Regions from separate parts of the Mus musculus genome. Here region 1 is linked to region 2. The links are chromatin contacts, called in public HiChIP or PLAC-seq maps. All regions are on one chromosome and are shown on one strand. The core of a region is the stretch at or near the end of the contact, and the rest is flanking DNA. Distances in the headings are between cores, read along the strand shown.

What was found. HiChIP or PLAC-seq counts read pairs in DNA pulled down with a chosen protein or histone mark.
Region 1: an HNF4G HiChIP or PLAC-seq map of pancreatic cancer cells shows a contact between it and region 2. The contact joins two enhancer-like sites. A contact is called at or near these places in 2 of 484 Hi-C or Micro-C datasets (embryonic stem cells and erythroblasts), 1 of 115 datasets of contacts at active chromatin or transcription factors (pancreatic cancer cells) and 1 of 9 other capture datasets (adipose tissue).

The regions. Positions count from the first base shown.
Region 1 is chr13:109,818,105-109,825,258 of GRCm38.p6, reverse strand. The region is part of intron 7 of Pde4d (phosphodiesterase 4D, cAMP specific); the gene reads right to left. Among named protein-coding and RNA genes, the nearest start is that of Mir1904, 82 kb to the left of the region's middle. Within about 2 kb of position 2,673, at least 402 of the 459 cell types and tissues checked have an H3K27ac peak or open chromatin away from gene starts, as enhancers often do. A contact at or near this core is called in adipose tissue, erythroblasts and pancreatic cancer cells, where this site is marked.
Region 2 is chr13:109,626,722-109,634,026 of GRCm38.p6, reverse strand. All of the region lies in intron 3 of Pde4d (phosphodiesterase 4D, cAMP specific), which reads right to left. Among named protein-coding and RNA genes, the nearest start is that of Gm32703, 190 kb to the right of the region's middle. Within about 2 kb of position 1,401, at least 128 of the 459 cell types and tissues checked have an H3K27ac peak or open chromatin away from gene starts, as enhancers often do. A contact at or near this core is called in adipose tissue, erythroblasts and pancreatic cancer cells, where this site is marked.

The sequences.
Region 1 (7,154 bases), core at 1,424-3,923, 190 kb before region 2:
TCCTGTCCCTCAACCAGCCCACCAGCATTTCCTGTTGCAAATTAGTGTTCCAAGCATTTGAGCCTGATCCTAAACACATCCAGACTCTGGGGGGCTCCAAGCTTCCTGCTCCACTGCCTGAGGCAAAGGGCAGCTCACCCTGGTACCAGAATGCGACCCTGTAAGTATGGTCCGGGTGGTGCCTGAGCCAGGAAGGTGGCAAAGTCAAAAAGACCAGAGAAAGAATGCCACTGCTTTCTTCTAGAGGAGACTGTTTCATTGAGGGATAGCTGAGTGTCATAGACAGGAGCAGGAGGGCAGAATGCTAGGGTGACAGGCACAGATATCAGGATCAACCCAGGAAGGCAGGTCAGAAAGCTTGCAATGCAGCTTTGGTCAAGATTAAAGGGAGAAATGGTCTGAAGGGAATGGACATAGTAGTTAACACTTACGTTGTGCCTTCTATCCTTGTAGAAGGTAAGGAGTATTGTATAGAAGTTCTGGCTCTGCCCCCCTCACTTCATTGCCACAATATACAAGCACATCCTTTTATATGCTTATGACCCAGGTCTCTGATCTTCTGAGGCTCAGTCTAAGAGCAATGGTTCTCAACCTTCTTCATGCTGCGATCCTTTAATTTAGTTTCTCATGTTGTGGTGACCCCTCCCCCCCCCAAATTATGTTAGTTGCCACCTCATAACTATAGTCTTGTTATTGTTATGAATTGTAATGTAAATATGTTTTTTTCCAACGGTCTTAGGCAGCCCTATAAAAGGGTCCTTTGTCTCCTCAAAGGGGTCGTGACCCACAGTTGAGAACCACATGTCTATGCCTCTGTCACATACTAAAAGCTTTGGGATTATCTTTTTTTCATATTTTTAGGGGAAGAGGGAAGGAAAGAAAAAGGAGGAAGAGCAGAAGGAAAAGAAGGAAAGAGTCAGGGCAAAAGGAAAGGAGAGAAGAAAAACAATCCCACTATTAAGTGTACGTACTAGTAGGATTTTTTAAAAAGACAAAACAAAGCGAAAAACCAAAATAAAACAAAAACTAAACCAAATGACCCAAGTTCTAGATATATGATATCCTTTGATAACACACAGCCCAAATCCCTCTATGGGTACTTAGCTCTCTCTCTTTCTGCTCTCACAGGAAAGACAGGCTAGATGTACATGTTCCACACGCTGCTCTCTCTATTATGCATGTATAATGTATATTTTGGAGAGAGATGCTGTTTATCGCGTCTTCCTTTTCAAAAGGAACTCAGTCTTTGGATGAGGAGCGAGCTCCCTTCCCGCATGCGTGTGCCTGTTTCTCTGCTGCCAGTGCATCTGACAGGGAACTTTCACATGATGCAATTTATTAAACCCATGCTTTCTGCCAGATTCTGCTTTAGTGCAAATGCCCTTTTGTTTCCGAGGCTCACATTTCCCAGGCTCAGAAGGGATTCTTTCTGGTGTGACTGGGAGATACGGATCTGAAAAGCAGGTCAGCAAAAGATCCCATGGACTTGGGAAGCTGCCAATCAATGCTGTAAAATAAAGCATGTGGCCCGGGGCTGCTGATATCATCAAACCCATGCTATCTCCTTCTCTTAGTGCTAGGGGAGGTGAGGGTGGAGCCTGCCTACAATCGGTAGAGGCAAAGAAAAAGGATTAGGTTAAATGGGAAATTTCTAAGAGTCACATTTCGCCATTTAAAAAAAAAAAAAATGTTTTCAAAGTCTGCCTAACTCCAAGACCTTTTCCAGACTAGGTGGCCTTTGAATTCAGCGTGAGGTGATGTTCTTAGGACTGCCTCTGGAAGCTGACATCACACAGCCTAGCGCGGACCCTTTCCAAACCTTCAACTTTTGTCAGTTTTTTTCAGTCAGACACTCAAAAGCTCTGAATAGTGTGTGTGTGTGTGTGTGTGTCTGTGTGTGTGTGTGTCTGTGTGTGTGTGTGTGTGTCTGTGTGTGTGTGTGTGTCTGTGTGTGTGTGTGTGTGTGTGTGTGTCTGTGTGTGTGTGTCTGTGTGTGTCTGTGTGTGTGTGTGTGTGTGTGTGTGTGTGTGGTGGAAAGTGTGGGGAGGAGAGGTTTACTTTGCAGTAGCTCTTTTGAAGTGTTTAATTCCTCTCTTGTAATCTGTGTGTGGACACACAGTGTAAGCTATCAGTTTGGGTTCAGCAATTCTGTTCTCATTGGCTGATGTTTTCCCCTGTGGCTCGGGGCTTCTGTCCAGCAGCTGGGTGGCAAAGTTTGTTTTATCTGGATTCAGAAATGTTAACAAATTAAAATCATATTCTCTCTCTGTTTTCTCTGTCTCTCTCCCTCCCTCTCTCCCTCTTTCTCTCTCCCTCTTCCTCCCTTAGTCCCTCCTTATCTCTCCTTAATGCTCTCATTTAGGTTGAAGGAGCCCCTGCAGCTGTGTGTGTGTGTGTGTGTGTGTGTGTGTGTGTGTGTGTGTGTGTGTGTGTGCATGCTCAGGGGAGCACTGTGTGTCTGCTTTTCTTCTTCTTTTTGAAAATACAGGAAATGCACAAAAGAAAGACAGTTCGGTTGGAGCCACTGCTTCCCCTCAGCGCCTTTCCCTCCCCGCCCCCACTCCCCAGCACCGGCTTTTAATTTTCAAAAGCACTGCAATTGCTTGGTGTGGTTTCAAGAGCTGGGGTGCCATTCTCCCTGATGATGACTCTGCTGACGTCAATGGCATTCTTATCGTGCCGAGTGCGACATCAGAAACCAGCCCTCAGAGGCTCCTCTTATTCACAGCGTCTGGGCTCTCAGCAAAACGCGGACCGGATTTCAGCAAGGCAAGGCTCCTTCGTTCCAGCAAGCCAGAGTTGTGCTCTGCAAAGCAGCCGCCTTAGTCTGTGGCTTGTCAGTTAGGATCCTGTCCTCTAGTGTCCTCTCCTTCAAGGACCCAAAGGGGACAAGATTGCTGAGTAGAATGTAGACCTCCCTCAGCTTGCAGATCCGTGTTCCGTGCTTCTGATCCCAGGATGGAAGCCAGCCAACCCTGCTCCTGGTCTGTCTTTAGGGTTCACTAAAGCTTTTGATAGAAGATTATTTTCTTATACTGTGTTGCAGGCTCAGTCCTTGAAGTGATCTTGGTTTTTACTCTCTGAATCAGAACCATATTGACTTCATACTGCAGTGAACACCTTTTCCTTCCTTTTCATAAACATTTTGTTTAAGAAATAAGATTGTGGGGATGAAGAAAATAACCATAGCTCAGTATAAAACGGTATCACTGTGAACTGAACATTTTACTGTCAGTGTAACTGTTGGAGAAATCTCACTGACGTGCTCAACTTTCAAGGGACGCACTAGGTTCTAAGTTCAAGTTCGTTATTCATTTCCTCCCCGGGAGCTGCGGACTGCTATTATGCTGCTAAAGAAACAGCCTCTGTTTGCAGTCAAGTTTATTAGGGTTCAACTCTACCTTCAGATTTCAGATTTGGCTATAGCTCAACTGGAAGGCTGTAAAGACCCAAGGACACTTAGCATGGCAGGATGGTGAACACCTAATCTAAGCAGGCATTGCCTGTCTGACATCAATACAGATGAATCAAATGTTGGTACAATCACTTCTCTAAGATTGCCAAACTGCCTATAACCAACTTAGTAGGAGCAACTGTTCAGAAGAAACTCTGTTTAACACCTCAAGGTAGAGCTATTAGTTCTGTGTAGAAATATTTAGAATCCTGACACTGAAGGATGCCAGCCTGTACTTCACTCAACCCTTCTGCATTCATATGAGGTACTGAAGCCCAAAGACGGTTGTATGGTGTATTCAAGATCACACAGTCATTACCCCCACAAGACTGATAAAAAACTAATGCTCACACTGTCATGGTATTCCAGTGCTGATCTTTTAAAATAAAATAAATGTTATTTTTAAGCTTGTTTTCTTTCTTTCCTTCTGTATTTCGTGTGTGTGTGTGTTGTGTGTGTGTGATGAAGGTGGGGGAGACAGTTGGTAAACTGACTGTGGGCTAGAGGATCTGAGTTAAATCTGCAAAAGCCATGTTAAAATTCAAGGTGTGGTAGCATCTGTTTGTGCTTGCAATCCTAGCTTAGGGGAGATAAAGACAGGAAGGTACTTGGGGCTCCACGGCTAGCCAGTCTCCCTTTGTTGATGAACTCCAGACCAAAAGGAGACACTGCCCCCAAAGGAATTGGATGGTTTTTCTGAGAAGGACACCTGAGATTGTTGTCTGGTGTCCACATACATCCACAGGCACACACATGCACACAGACACACACATGCATGCAGACCACGTATCTTAAAAGGATAAGAGGCAGGGCTGGATGTGTTGCTGATAATAGCACTCAGGAAGTTAGGTAGGAAGATGCTAGTCTAGCCTACACAGTGTGACTGTCTCAAAAACAAACAAACAAACAAAACAAAACAGAAGTAATAATCGATTTGATGAGTTCTGGAAAGAAATGGTAAGTTTTCCTGGATTCTAAAATACATGAAAAAGAAAGAGAGAGAGAAAAAAAAGAAAAGAAAAGAAAAGAAAAGAAAAGAAAAGAAAAGAAAAGAAAAGAAAAGAAAAGAAAAGAAAAGAAAAGAAAAGAAAAGAAAAGAAAATCCATGGGCAGCTCAGACCCAGTGTCTGCTCGTGTACTAGCCAGCCCCTACTGCTACGGACTAAATACTATGATTGACTTGTTCCCTAATTCATGTCATTGCTTGACTGGTGACCTGTATTTGTACTGCTTTGCCCAAAACTTTTGCCTCTTCCTTGGAGGGCTGTGGCTACCTCCATGAATCTCCCCCTGATGCTTTTTGCTCTTGGCACATGTATCTTATTCTGGTTCAGAATGGAGAGATGTGGCAGGGCTGAAAAATGCTGGCTTTAGGGGCAGGCGGACCTTAGATGGAGACTTGCTTGAACTCACTTGCTACTGTGTCATTTCAGAATCTTTCTTAATTCTGTGAGCCACCGTTTTCTGATCTCTTAAGTAGAAATGAAGGCTTCTGCGTTGTGGGTTATTTAAAGAGTTAGAGAGGATGTTTACTGAGGTCTGTCACAAGGTGTGGCACACAAGAGAAACCCAATACAGAATAATGGCTTGGATGAAGGCTTTGTTGTTTGTTTGGAAAAGGAGAAGGAAAGGAATAGGTGATATTTTCTCCCTGGCACTAAGAGTCAGCTCTTCCGTGCCACTGAAATTAGAGAACACTGTTCCTTTAAGACTTTTTATTTTCTGCTGAGAAACTAATTATCTAAAGCAAATATGAGAGCATCAGCCTTGCATTATGAGTTTCATAAAACATAATGGAATGCATTCTGCACTGAGTGTCTGATTACTCTTAGATGTCAAGTTGATGTAAAACCTAATTGTGCTCTTAAAAAATCCTTCAAGGATTATTTAGAAACTGGTCTGTGCGAGCTCTCTCTGAGTCAAACTGTCAGTGTTCACCTGACCGTTAATGAATTGTGTGCACTAAGCTAGCTTCATTCCTTCACCCGAAAGATAGATCCAGATTAAAGACCTTGGACTCTGGAAATCCTAATTGTTTGTGAGATGTTGAGCCATCCCATAAACCGGTGGTCCTCAACTTTTCCTTCCTATTGCTAATTTCTTTTATTATAGTTCCTCATGTTGTGATGGCCCCAACCATAAAAATTACTCCTATTGCTACTTCATAACTGTAATTTTGCTACTGTTATGAATTGTACTGTAAATACAATTCTTTCTTGTTACCTTAGGTGACCCCTGGGAAAGGGTCATTTGACCCCAAAAGGGGTCATGACACACAGGCTGAGAATCACTGCCATGAAATATATTTCACTGTAGACTAGGCAGCCGGAAAATTAACTCATTTTTATTAATAATGAGATTTGCATCCATCCAAAAGTGCCTTTCCCCCTTTGCAGTTAATAGTTTAATATAAAATTGTCATAAGACTTAACTCAGAAACACGTGGTGGTCACCTAGGCTTAAGTTGGCTCGTCCAGATTTCACAAGCAAAACCAAAATCCATCTGCATAAGTTCTAGACTGGATGTGAATCAGGGAAGCCAGACGTTGTAAGAGGAGAAGGATGTATGACTCACAGGAGGGTATTCATCTTTGTGATTTAGCCCTGGACTGGTGTATCAGAGGAAAGGAACTCATTGTCAACAGATCATTAGCCCTTACCTATCCAATACAGATTTGCCCCCTACACCTTAGTAAACTTTAAATAGTTAATATCTCTTCTTCTTCTTCTTCTTCTTCTTCTTCTTCTTCTTCTTCTTCTTCTTCTTCTTCTTCTTCTTCTTCTTCTTCTTCTTCACTCAAGCCATCGCAAAGCATGTAATAGTCACAAAAGCCAACCCCCAACCACTAAGGGAGGTTTAATACACACCTAATCATTCAACTCCCTTCATTAGGGATGCTCTTTCAACCTATGCCCCCAGCTTGATGGTCTGTGTCAATGTGAGGAGTAGACTGCATTTTCTAATGCTTCTGGCCCAGGGGACATCCCTTCAGCTTCTATCGTCCCAGAGCTGGTGCCTTTTTCAAACATAGGAAAGGTGCCTTAAGACATACACAATGCCAGGGAAGTCCCATAACATTTCAGCCTGAGTCCTGTTTGTGATTTAGTTGCATGTTCTCTTAGCAACTGCACTTTGCCTTCAGGATCTTGGAGACATTTCATTCCTGTACTTTGCTTGGGTCTTCTTTGCTCTTCTACCATGCAAGGAAAGAACTGTATTCTTGACTTCTGTGTTTCTACCTCCTACTTAAGTTCTGTTTCACAAAGCAGTCAGTTAATAAAATGTTGGCATGTACAGAGATGGGCCATGTCATGCTCTGTGCTGTGGTTTCCCCTGGAAATGGGTCTTGAGAGATTAGGAAAGAACTCTGTCCTGACAACTGGTATTTTCATGGTCACTGCCAAGCACCATACTTTGGTATGGTATTCTGAAGTAATGTTTCACTGGCCCTCAGCAAAAATTAAGAGAATAATAGTAGCAAAGCTAACGGGTGTATATATGCATTCACACACAGACACACACACATGCACGCGCACACACACACACGCATGCACACACACACACACACACACACGTGTAAGGGCGAACGCAAAAGGTGTCTATAGAGCTACTGAAAAGATGGCCATTCATTTGTCCTTTATTCAAATGTATAGAGAAATATAGGACATGGTCACTGCAATATGAAATCATGGTTCTAGT
Region 2 (7,305 bases), core at 152-2,651:
GACACAATAATGTTGGAGGCTTGGTGATAGTACGTTCCGGGCATGCAACACACATAATCAGGCGTGGCATGTCAATAACAAGCAAGCCAATCATATTCCTTCATGCACACTTGCCACAGGCGCTGGCTTGCCAACGTTCACCAAATGTCTTAATAAATTAATACCATCATGACGGACGCTAGCTGTTTTCATTAAAAAAAAAATCTAGGGTGAAAGTTTTCTCTCTGGTTTTCAACAAATAAAATCATTAATGTTTTAATCCAAATTTAAAATGTTTTCTCTGTAGACAACATAGAACGTAATTTAACTAAAAACAAAAACAAAATAGTGTGTATTTCTGTATAAGTTTCTAACTTTGTTGGTAGCTGACCTAAATAACAAAGACCCATTCTTAAGATTATGCAAACCATTTCCCTTTTATTTACTGTGGCTGCATCAGCTCCCAGCAGCAGTACAGCCAGGTATTTGGTTAACATTAACTAGCCTTTGCTGTGAAACAAAGTTGACAATATGTAGTAGGCATGTGGTTGAGAGTTGTTATGTGACTTCCAGAGAACTCACTAGAAATGCAATACGCCTTACACCTTAACTTCGAAATTACGGTATCTCATTCTTTGAGACAAACTTTAAAGTGAGTCACCCAGTGGGTCACGGAGTTAGCTTCAGCTTTGCAATGTGGGTTTTGCCCTGTGAATAACAGCCCTGTAGTTTGCTATTGTTTGCTGGGCGAATTAAATCAGCAGCTGTTCTGAGTAGTTAAAAGACTTAGCTTACAGTTTAGCAAGCTTGTTTTCCAAGACAGGAATTGATTAGGCAAATGAATACATCCACCCCCCACACACCCCACCCCCCAATCCCAGAACTGTAACTAACTGACAAGCTTTGTCAAGTTTACCTTTCAACTCTCAGAATGGGCTCTGAGAGTTGGGCAACTTCCTGCGACCTCAGGAGGTCCCCACAAACCCAGGACTATTTCAAATGCTTACAATAGCCCAGGAGCTGAGCCGGACATTAACCCAACCATGTGAATGAAGGAGATTCCCTCAAAGTTTTACTTGTAAGGGACCTACAGCAGATAAAAAGGCCTCCCTTGCTACCAAAAGGAAATTGCCATACCTGTAGGACTTTGAGAAACGCAATCTTGTTCTAGTTCTTGGAGATGGTCCTGGCACTGCGACTCCCAGGGGATCCCAGACAAAAGCCATTTGTAAAGAGAGTGCTAAGAGATCCACAGGAACAGCAGAATGTCAGAGCAGATACTGGACCCTGGGGCGGGAAGGCCCTTCAGGCTGCAAGAGGCACTTGTGGCTGAATGAGGGCATTTCTTCAGTGTGGTGGTATGTGCTGACAGAGAGGTGGCAGGCTGGCTGAGGCAGGGCTGGAAAGGGTGGCCAGCACTTCCTGCTGCGTGACACTTGCCCTTTGCGACAGCGCTTGCTTCACCTAGACAGTCTCTTGTTAGTGTGAGAAACAACTCCCTTGAAACTGCTTTTAAATATAGCCCAGCTTAAACAGCAGGGCCACATGCCACTCCTGAAAAGCATAGCCCCCACCCCACCCCCCACAGACATGCAGATGCACAGACTGGGAGGTGTGGTTCAATGGGTCAACTTACTCTTAGTGTGAATGTTAAACAGTAGTGACCTGTAGTGAAAGGGAAAATTACACATGGACCCAGGACTGGGAAACTTGACAGGAGTATTAAATTTCAACTCTGGCTATCCAAATAATTTTTTCTTATTCTAAATTCTCTTAGATACATGTATGAATGTCGTTATTAGAAAACCTTGTAAAAAAAAAACTTAGTAATTGTTAAAAACAAAACAAAACAAACAAAAAAAACCCCTCTCCTCCCTGCCAGTCAGTGTGAGATGAAAACAGGCAGATCACTTTCAGAACTCCTGGCAACCTTTCCCTCAAAGGGATGTCACTGTGTCACCTTGCAGAGTGAGTTATAAGGAGTGACTTTGACAGCAGAGATCAATGTCTTGTCCCGTTCTTCGCTCTTGAACAGATCCCTTAAAACGTCCTTCTTTCAAGTCACATAAAGGCTGAGAGATCCACAGAGCTCAGTTGTGTGGTCTCAGAGTTCAGCGCGCGCGGCAGGGAGACATATATTTCAAGGTGTCCTCAAGGACTCAAGGCACCCTGGTGTCGTCATCACTTCTCAGGAGTCAGTGGTATTTAATGCTGACAACACAGCCTAATTCCATCACTCCCTGCCCAAGCACTGGCCTGCTTGTGACCTCCATTGTAAACCAAGGCAGGGCTCTACACATCCAGGATAAGATTAGAGAAGCTTGGAGAAACCCTAAAAAAGATGTTAACCCCCTCTGAACTGGACAAAATTGACTAATCGCCCTAAGGGACCATCTCCATGCCTACCAGGGTTAAAGACCCTTAACATTCTTTTTTTTTTTTTTTTCCTGGCTCCGATCCCAGCCTCACTAGGCTTAAGATTTATTTATTTTATGTATGTGAGTACAATGTCACTCTCTTCAGACACACCAGAAAGGGCATCAGATCTCATTCTAGATGGTTGTAAGCCACCACGTGTTTGCTGGGATTTGAACTCAGAACCTCTGGAAGAGCAGTCAGTGTTCAGTGCTCTTAACTGCTGAGCCATCTCTCCAGCCCCTCCCCCCCCATGCTCTCGTGATTTGGGGGGGCATTAAAATGTTAAACAAGCTGAGCATCGGGCACAGTGAGGGGAGGGGTTTCTGAAAAAGCTACATGCTTTGGAGATGTGCAATACAGAAGGTTTTTGCCAGTTGTGTTCTTTCGTTATCTGACTCACATACTCAGTAGGTGAGTGGTGGCTGTCTGGCAGATTAATAACGCTGATGTTCAAAGTTCCAATCTAAAAGAAGACTTCTGGGGGTCAGCTTGTTGTATATGATTGTTTCACAAATGGCCTTTGTGCTTTTGGGTAAGGCTCTATATTACATACGCGGAAGGCAGGTCCTAGGAGTGGAAGAAAACAGCCATCCCTAGGCCCTCGGTCTTTACGTTGTGTGAAACTCCACAGTTGCCTCTTGGTTCCCATTGATCTATTAGTTTCTATCAGGGATAGCTCTTGGGCAATGCTGCCCCACTCCTGACGTAGCACCACAGAGATAGACAACTCCTGTTTAGCAGAATGGCTTTGTATGGTGCTAGAGCAAGGCCATGTAGGAAAACTGGTAGACTTGTCAGGTAGAGAGGGATCTTGAGGGCTCATGGAAAGGGGAGGCTGGGTATGAAGGGAGAAGAACACACAGAAACAGGAAAATCCCAGTAGAGCTGGTCTTTTCATCTCTCACAAGAGAATTGAAACCTATTCCTTACAGAAATCATATGCTTTGCAGGTAAAACAGCACCACTGATGTCTGCCGCATGTAGAAAGCTTCTGAGCCCCCAGATGTTGTGTGTTGTCATGGTTTTATTTTTTTCATTTGTAAATTACATTAATCTCATTGGTGTATGGTGTCTGGGCAGCGGATACATGGTAGAGGACAGCTGGTAGGAAGAAGATGGCTCTCTCTCTCTCTCTCTCTCTCTCTCTCTCTCTCTCTCCCACATGGGTCCTAGGTATTGGACTCAGGTCATCAGGCTTCATGACAAGAACTTTAATCCACAGAGCCATTGGGTCAATTTTTCTCCCCTGTAGTTTACATAGTTTTATTGAAAATAACATAAGCCTTATCATTCAGTCTCAAAAAGTTTTTTGCAAGTAATCATATATCACATCTCATACACAGTATGTAATACATATGCACACATATATAGTTTGTTAGTTATATTTTGTTGACTTTTAGAGACATGCAGCCTTGGGTGGCCTGGAACTTGTTATATAAACCAGGCTATACTTGAATTCATAGAGTGCTGGGATTAAAGGTATGCCCCACCATGCCCACTGCTAAATTTATATTTTAAAATGCAAATTTCAGCTGTAGAGGTGGCTCAGCAGTTAAGAGCACTGACTGCTCTTCCGAAGGTCCTGAGTTCAAATCCCAGCAACCACATGGTGGCTCACAACATCCGTCATGAGATCTGATGCCCTCTTCTGGTGTGTCTGAAAACAGCTACAGTATACTTATATATAATAAATAAATAAGTCTTTTAAAAAATAAAATAAAATGCAAATTTCAGTACTGTTTTTTAGAAATGGCCATTACTCCACAGATATGAGAATTAGGCAACTGGAAAAATCAAAGCCCAACAAACAGGGTGTTTTCTAGAATGTACCTTTGCTGTATTTATATTTGTGCCAGCAACTTATAACTTTCACTTTGTATGGGTAGAAAGAGAGTCAAACATTGAAAATACTTGAGTTAATTTTTACAAAGCCAAACTGTTTCTTCTTAAATTTCTGTTGTTATATACAGTACTCATGGATGCAATTCTCAAACAAAAACTAAGCAAATCAGAACCCTAAAAAGTAAATTTATCCCAGTAAATGGAAGAGCCAATTGTTATCCACACGGCTCCCAATCCTCCTCAACAGCCACCTCCTGCAGCAACTTAAACCTTATACTCTGCAGCGCTCTAAATAAAGCTTTCTTCTTCTCCTAATTCTTCTTCTTCTTCTGTCTTTGGAACAGTTCTACAAGTTTTGTTCCAAGATTCCAGATGCTGCAAATGACAGATTTGGGTTTTGGTGTCTGACCTAGAAACTCAGAATTTCCTTTATAGGGAGACAGCCACTCTAAGTTAAACTGAGACTCCTGGGTATAAATATGGCGGAATTTAAATGTAAGCACACATGCATTCATTTACTTCCATACCAGGTCGTGAGTGAACAGGACTCGGGGAGGTGTAGAGGGTGGGAAGTAGACCAGAGAAAGAGAGTTACAATAGCGGGGCTGCGGTATGGTGAAATCCGCTGCCTCAGGAAACCAGAACAGTCAATTAAAGGGGCTTCAGGATAATGCTGTATTTTGAAACAGTTGTTGGTCAAAGACTCAAAGCTAGAAGTTTTTTTTGTTGTTGTTGTTTTGGTTTTTCAAGACAGGGTTTCTCCGTATAGCCCTGCCTGTCCTGGAACTCACTTTGTAGACCAGGCTGGCCTCGAACTCAGAAATCCGCCTGTCTCTGCCTCCCGAGTGCTGGGATTAAAGGCATGTGCCACCACGCCCAGCACAAAGCTAGAAGTTATAGAAGCAAACATTAGCTGTGCAACTGTCAGCTACCTCTGATGAGGGCAGCATTATATTATTGGAGTTTCAAGATCCTAACACTGACAATAGATATGCTAATGTGGAAGGGGGAGGGAAATCTCCTGGGGTCTCACTCCCTAGTCAAAGAACTACAGGCATATAAGGACTGCTTCCAGAGTGGGAACAAGCCAGCCTGGGATGGGGCTCTTAATCAGTTATTTTCACATACCCACAGCTAGAAATAATAGTAATAATGAAAAAGAAAGATTCAGTGTTATACATAACAACAGGAATCAAAAAAAAAAAAAAAGAAAAAAAAGGAGAGGCCATTGGCTTGCGAAGGATGAGAGGTGAGGGAGTGGTTAGAGGGAGGGGTCCTGGGAGGAGTCGAAGGAAGAAAAGGGGAGACAGTGATTGGATTGGATTTTAATTAAAAAAATAAAATTATTAAAAGATTACATTTTCAGAGTGGTCAGTCACAGAAACATACAAGAAAAAGAAGTTTAACCACTCTCAGGGACTTTTTAAAAACAAATGTTCATGCAAGACAAGTTCCTGTGGCTTACAAGCAGCTTTGTTACAGGAATTGTTTATGATCAGCAGTGATCATTTATTTCTGTGAATGGAAGTGCTGCAGTTCAAAGAAAATCCTAGCATTATTCTGCAGCAAGCACTTCACTTTCATCTGTGGAAATAAACTATGATCATTCTAAACCTTACGTGAGTTCCATTTGATTACAGGTCAGTAATTGCATGTTCTGAAATGGTGACCAATTACTTTATGTGCTGGAATGCAGTTGAGAGCATCAGAGGAGTGTGGTTTGTATTTTGATCATCCGTAAATGTATCCTACTCTCTTATATGTGCCGGGATTTAAAGAAATAAATTGCCATGGAAATGTTGAAGTCAACAGGGCACTGCATAAAATAATAAGCAATAGTCATACTTAAATATAAGAATAATGGACCGTTTCCACTGTGGATTGTGGAGCAAAACCTTTACTCAAGTTTTCTATCTATCCTGAAGTATATATAGAAATGATTTGGCAATTTGAATGATAATCAGGTTAAGCCTTTGCTGATAAGGTAATGGAACTCCTAAAGACTTAAACTGAGTTGGAAGAAGGGCTAGGAAAATAGCTCAGCCATTAAAAATGTGTGTGTGTGTGTGTGTGTGTGTGTGTGTGTGTGTGTGTGTGTGTGTGTGATTTTTATTACCTTCCCTTTCCTGAATAAAATAAAATAATGAAGTAAAAAAGACCACCATCACTATTACATCCAAATTATTGTTACAAGAATGTGCCGTTAAGAATTATATTTTTTAAAGGAAACACCATCAGGAAGCTGTTGAAGGGAGGGGACAGTCCAAGCAAATGGTCCTCAGAGCTACAGTGATGCACAGAGGGCCACATGGTCTGGCTGGGTTTCAGTGCCTCCCCCATCTGCTCTGACTTCAGACCATTTGCAGGGTTTTTAAGAGGACTAAAAATGTGTTTTACATAAAAGCATCCTAGACATACACACATGCATGCACTCAGGCACAAAGGCACACACATGCATGTGCGCATGTACACAGGCACATGTGCTCTGGACTCCACCATTAACAATGTAAGCTTTTAGGAGAGTGTAGAAGTTACTTTTATCCTGTTAAAAGCATTTTCATTTTTTAAAAATCATCCTTTAAAATTGGTTACAAAATTCTATTTGATCTGTTTTTTGTTTTTTCTTCTTTGTTTTTTGTTCTTTGTTTTTTGGTTTTTGTCCTTTGCATCAAGGTTTCCTTGCCAGGGATAACTTTGTTTCTCTATTTGTTATCTTTTTTTTACCTTAAGTAAGAATAGGATTACGGGATTAAGTCTTAAAGGGTTAATGTTTTATTTACAAAACTGAAATTATCCCTGTCTTATTTACAAAGACTGAATAAAAACAACAAAGAACGACTCAGGAGTTGTATAGGACACTACCAGAACTAGCTGATGGAATGGTTTCTAGTTGTTTTGCCTTATGCTTCAAATGTAAAAACAACTCTCTGTCTCTCTGTCTCTCTGTCTCTCTGTCTCTCTGTCTCTCTCTCTCTCTCTCTCTCTCTGTCTCTCCCTGTCTAAAAACATATGGGCTATGAGCACAGGTTGTTCAGTTGGTAAAAAATTTACAACCGTGGATCCGAC